Linked DNA regions of Sus scrofa: region 1 is linked to region 2. The links are chromatin contacts, called in public Hi-C maps. All regions are on one chromosome and are shown on one strand. Each heading gives the region's core, a stretch centred on a gene start, on an enhancer-like site or on the middle of the called end of the contact. The rest is flanking DNA. Distances are from core to core; before and after follow the strand shown. Region 1 has its middle 99 kb from the start of EGFL6. Region 2 overlaps LOC110257721 (a long non-coding RNA gene).

The links. Hi-C and Micro-C count contacts between places; a contact is called where the count stands out from the background.
Region 1: a Hi-C map of retroperitoneal adipose tissue shows a contact between it and region 2, with 2.4 times the contacts expected there. The contact joins two enhancer-like sites. A contact is called at or near these places in 8 of 47 Hi-C or Micro-C datasets (mesenteric adipose tissue, omental adipose tissue, psoas muscle and 3 more) and 1 of 2 datasets of contacts at active chromatin or transcription factors (skeletal muscle).

What each region holds. Positions count from the first base shown.
Region 1 is chrX:10,118,107-10,120,997 of Sscrofa11.1, reverse strand. No RefSeq gene overlaps it. Among named protein-coding and RNA genes, the nearest start is that of EGFL6, 99 kb to the left of the region's middle. Within about 2 kb of position 1,322, at least 36 of the 83 cell types and tissues checked have an H3K27ac peak or open chromatin away from gene starts, as enhancers often do. A contact at or near this core is called in retroperitoneal adipose tissue, where this site is marked.
Region 2 is chrX:9,790,859-9,793,558 of Sscrofa11.1, reverse strand. All of the region lies in intron 2 of LOC110257721 (a long non-coding RNA gene), which reads right to left. Among named protein-coding and RNA genes, the nearest start is that of TMSB4X, 140 kb to the right of the region's middle. Within about 2 kb of position 1,293, at least 9 of the 83 cell types and tissues checked have an H3K27ac peak or open chromatin away from gene starts, as enhancers often do. A contact at or near this core is called in retroperitoneal adipose tissue, where this site is marked.

The sequences.
Region 1 (2,891 bases), core at 73-2,572, 330 kb before region 2:
ACCTACACCACAGGTCACGGCAACGCCGGATTGTTAACCCACTGAGCAAGGCCAGGGACCGAACCCGCAACCTCATGGTTCCTAGTTGGATTCGTTAACCACTGCGCCACGACGGGAACTCCAAGACACAAGGTTTTATAGGCAAAACAAAAATCAGCTTTTACCCAGCTTTTAACAAACCACCACTTCTGGTCCTATTTATGGTGTGTTCTCTGTAGCTGCATGGAAATGGGGTGGTTTCACTTTTCAGTGCATGGGGACATGCTTTGAAGGTGGGTCTTATGATTCATTCAAACAAAAATGAGAGCAAGTTCGGTCTTCAAATCATGTTCTATTCCTCATCCTCACAAAGAGTTTGTGTTTAATGCTGGATCCTAAAACAAAAGTTTGCTCAGGGGTCAACTGCTCTTCCAATTCAAGTCAGTTTCCTTCCACAAGTGGGCAGATTGTCAGACCCCCAGAGGGAGGCTGGATCCCTGCAGAAGTGGCTTTGAGGACACTTATTCTTCTGGAAAGTACACCCTGTCTGTTTCTGGTTTGGCTTTTCAGTTTCCTGGAGTCATTCTTTTGAACAGAGGGAACAAAGCCTAGCTAAACACGACAGCGCAATCAAACCCCAGCGTTGAATCCCCATTTCGAATGGCTTCAATGCACTGAACGCCCCAAGCTCTCGGAACTTTCCTTCGGTTCACTGGAGAGGGTGGGTCTGTGAGTCCCAGGAGACTCCCCCATTCTGTTGTTAAACAGCTGTTTCCAGAGGCCTGTTATCCACACACCCACACAAGACTGGAAATAGCAGCACGTTCCTCCCTGTACAGTCTGTGCTTTCAAAGGCACAGTGTGCTCAGTCCTGCCTTTCTGTCTCTTTCATTTTCCTTTTCGGTAAACAAGGCATCAGGCTATTCCGCTTAGTTGGGTACAAGTTATTTTCCAAACACTTCGGCCATGGTAAGCGAGAGAAAACAGAAATGCAACAGATATAAATCAGGGAAACAACCAACTTGTGATGCTTGCTTTTTTTAGAGAAGTGTTGGCTCTTGTGGCCTAAAGGAGATGGTGGTGATAACTGTGTCTGTACTGGAGACCCCAGGGCTTATTTATGAAGATTTATGGAAGAATGGCTTCCTGCTGCAAAGGCAGGGTCTGCCTCTGACATTTGCCCTTCAAGCCTTTTTCTGCTGCCAATCCTAATTTTTAGTTTTTAAAAAAATTCAGATGAAATTCATGTAATGTGAAACCAACCACTCTAAAGGGAACAGCTCAGTGGCCTTCGGTCCCTCTGCCATGTTGTGTAACCACCACCTTGGTCTAGTTCCAGAATATTTTCATCATCCCCAAAGAAGCCCCTGTAGCCATAAAACCGTCATTCTCTATTTCTTCCTCTCCCCTCAGCCCTGAGCAACCAACATGCTACTTTCTTCCTTTATGGATTTATTATTCTGGATATTGCATATAAATAGAATCACATACTGTACAGTCTTTTGTGTCTGCCTTCTTCCACTTAGCATCATGTTTTCAAGGTTCATCCATTATGTGACTCATATGAGCATTTCATATCTTTTTATGGCTTCCTAATATTCATCATATGTATACACAACATTTTGTTTCTCCGTTCACCTGCTGATGGATATCTGGGCTGTTTCTATCTTTTGGATATTGTTACTAGTGCTGCTGTAAACAATGGTGCACAAGTGTTTGTTTAGGTCTCTGTTTCCGTCTTCCTGAGTATAGATCTAGGAGTGGAACCATTGGGTCTTATGGCAATTCTCTAACTTCGAGAGGACCTGCCAAATTGTTTTCCACACTGGCTGTACCATTTTACATTCCTACCAGTAATGCACAATGGTTTCAATTTCTCCTTATCCTTACTACCCTCTATCTTCCACTCTTTTGATTATAGCCATCCTTGTATGTTTAAAGTGCTATCTCAATATGGTTTTGAAGTGCATTTCCCTAATGAATATTGATGTCAAGCATCTTTCCAGGTACTTGTTGGCTATTTGTATATCTTCTTAGGAAAAATGTCTATCCACGTTCTTTGCTCATTTTAAAAAACTGGGGTTTTTTTTTGGTTGTTGCATTTTAAGAGCTCTTTATATATTCTGGACATCAGCCCCTTATCAGATATGTGATGTGCAAATATTTTATTTTTCTATAGGTCGTCTTTTCATTTTCTTGATAATGTCCTTTGATGAACAAAAGATTTAAATTCTGATGAAGTTCAATTTCACTGATTTGTTTCTTACACAAAGACATGGAGATATGGAGGGAGGGGGACTAGTTATTACTGGATCTAGCTGACTGGGTGTCTTAATTTGATCCTTGGAATATTTTTGGAATATACTTGTCCTGGCTGCAAAAACACATCCACAGATTTCATTTGAAGATGAGTTGTACTTAAACCCATCATGGTTTTATGTTTTACTTGTTTATACATTGTCTCAGGCTAGAAAAATCTATTGTAAATCTAGAGCTTTTTGGCTGGACTATGTCATTTACCACTGGGGCTTAGAACACACGGAGTTTCAGAAAGCATGGAGTTGACACCAACAAGTACTATGTCTCCAACTCAGACCTCCCTTCTGGACTCTGATCTCCAGTGGCCTACTTGACATTGCCCCATGGGTATCTAATAGGCACTCCAAATTTAGAACACGCCAGATCAAACCCGTGTTTTCTACCCCACCTTTCACATGTTTAGCCCCCTCAGGTTTCTACGTGTCAGCAAACGGAAGCTTCATTCTTCCAGCAGTTCACACGAAAAGCATGGGATTTATCTTTGACTCATTCTCGCTCATCCTATATCCAGATCACGAGCAAATTCTGCTCACTTGACCTTGAAAATACGGCTCTATCTTGAGTTGATCACTTCCCCTTAAACAAACAGCTAA
Region 2 (2,700 bases), core at 44-2,543:
GGGTTTCTGGACCACAAGTTTTAACTCAGCACCTTGGGATCAAGTTCTCCTTGGCCATACACCTGTTTGGGACTCAATTTCCTCACCTGAGAAGTGGGGAGATAGCTTAGGTCATCTCTAAGATCTGTGAGCTGGGTAGGGTCTGAGAGAAGCCAATGTCTAACATTAACTCCGTGACCTCTGTCTGTCTCCACCCCAAAGGCTATGTCAAACCCAGTAACCATATTTTTCAAATCAACATGCAGGGTTTATTATCCAACAAAGGATTTTGTTTAACGTCTGAGGAATTGTCTGGGCTCCCTACGTCCATATATGTTCCCTAGAGGAAAAGTGAAATGTTTAGAAATACATAAATAAGTCAGATCTCTCATCTTCTCATTCGGAGTAACCACAAAGCTATTTTTCCACCTGGCCTTTTGGAAATCAATTATTTCCGGGAGTTCCCGTTGTGGCACAGCAGAAACGAATCCAAAAGGTAACCATGAGGTTGCAGGTTTGATCCCTGGCCTCCCTCAGTGGGTTAAGGATCCAGCGTGGCTGTGAGCTGTGGTGTAGGTCGCAGACGCGGCTCGGATCCCACGTTGCTGTGGCTCTGGCGTAGGCCAGCAGCTACAGCTCTGATTAGACTCCTAGCCTGGGAACCTGCATATGCCAGGGGAGTGGCCCTAGAAAAGAAAAAGAAATTAATTATTTCCGAGTCTATCTTCTTCCCTAGACTGTGATTGCCAAGTGTTTTATCTTCTCAAAGCCTGGAACTTAATAGGTACCCATTAAATTTTTGATTTAATGAATCAGTTAAGTTCGCATGGCTGTTTTAAATTCCATGCTGTTTCTATAATTTATGGGAATAACAGGGCTCAGTGAATTGAGAACAGCCACTCCATGTCAAGAACCAACTTTACTTTGGAGCCCTAATTAAAAGCTTGATTTTGAAAAGTTGGCCATTGAAGACCATGTTTATAAAAAAACTCCTTTTTGGAGGGAGGGCCAGAGAGAGGATTACAGAGGCAACTGTTGTTCCAGTTAGGAAAGCCAGGCCCCAGAATTTAGAGCCTCTGGGCTTTCATAGAGAAGGTGGCATTCAGTGAGTTATCAAACTTCAAACTTTTTCAGACACAGTTCTTTTCTCTTCTAAAAAGAAGACTAATTTTCTTTTTTAAGCAGTTTTAGGTTCGAAACCAAACTGAGAGGAAGTAGCGATTTTCCCCAATCTCCCTGCCCCCACAGGCACACGGCCTCCGCTGTGACCAATGGCACTCAGCACAGTGATGCATTTGTCACCACTGATGAACCCACACTGACACATGTTCATCACCCAAAGTCCGCAGTTGACCTTAGGACTCATCACTTGCTGTTCCATGTACATGGCATTGCTTCATGCTGGGTTTAGCCACAGGTCATTGAAAACCACATTTGAGTGGCTGAAACCTAGAGGAATTTCTCATTTAACAGGAAGTTTGGAGATCAGCAGGCATCGAGAGTCAGATCAAAGAGCGCTACCCTATCAGAGCTGGAGCCATGTCCCTGCACATCTCCTTTCTCTCACTTTCCAGGTTCTAAGCACCACTTAGGTATGCAAGGCAGGAGGACTATGGGGCGAGAAGAGGGAAAGGCCACACAGGCTAGCTCAGTCTCTTGTTATCACAGAAGCAACAGCTTTCCAGAGTTCACTCCTGTCCCCAAAAGACTTCTTGGGTCTCTCTGCCTGAATTCGGTCACAAGAGGGTCTGAAGACCAGAGCTGGGCATGCTGCTTCTGTAAACACTATTGAGGTTCTGTGAGCATGAACAAAGAGATGAATGGATGTTGCCATGCACGTCATGTATTTGTCACACACACTCCTAATGACCAACAGCTATGTGGCTCTTCCCAGGATGTGACTTAGTGGATACGAAGCATCCGTTTCAGTTGGCATCCAGGATCGGGTAGCTTTTCATGATAATAATAACCACATTGACTATAATAAACTTTTTTTTTTTTTTTTTCTTTTTGGTTGTGCCCATGGCATGCACAAGTTCCCAGGCCAGGGATCATACCCGAGCCATAGTGACACAACATCAGAGCCTTAACCACTAAGCTACCATGGGACTCCACAACAAACACTTTTAACATACAATTTTTATTCATCCTTAAACAATTCTGCAGAGTAGGTAAGTTAAGTCTTACCCACTGTGCAGATGAGGAAACTGAGATACAGCAGGTGCAGTTACGTGTACATAGCAGACACAGTACTGGAATCAAACTCTTGGGCCTCCAAAGCTTAGGTCCAGAACTGCAATTCTGGAGTTTCCATCATGGCTCAGTGATAAAGAATCCAAGTAGTATCCACAAGGATGCGGGTTCCATCCCTGGCCTAGCTCAGTGAGTTAAAGATCCGGTGTTGCCATGAGCTGTGGTATAGGTTGCAGAGGCAGCTCAGATCTGGTTGCTGTGGCTGTGTTCGTAGGCCAGCAGCTGCAGCTCTGATTTGACCCCTAGCCTGGGAACTTCCATACGTGGTGGGTGCAGCCCTGAAACGGAAAACAAAACAAAACAAAACAAAAACCCTGCAATTTTGTGTCTGCCCGCTCAGTCAGTTTTGCGTATTGGACCCTCGTTAAGGGCACGGGACTTCAGAAATTGAGCAACAAAGTGGGTCAACTCAAGTTAGGAGCCTGGGGAAGGCAATGAGTCTGTCTGTGGTTCCCTCTGCCGGAGGTG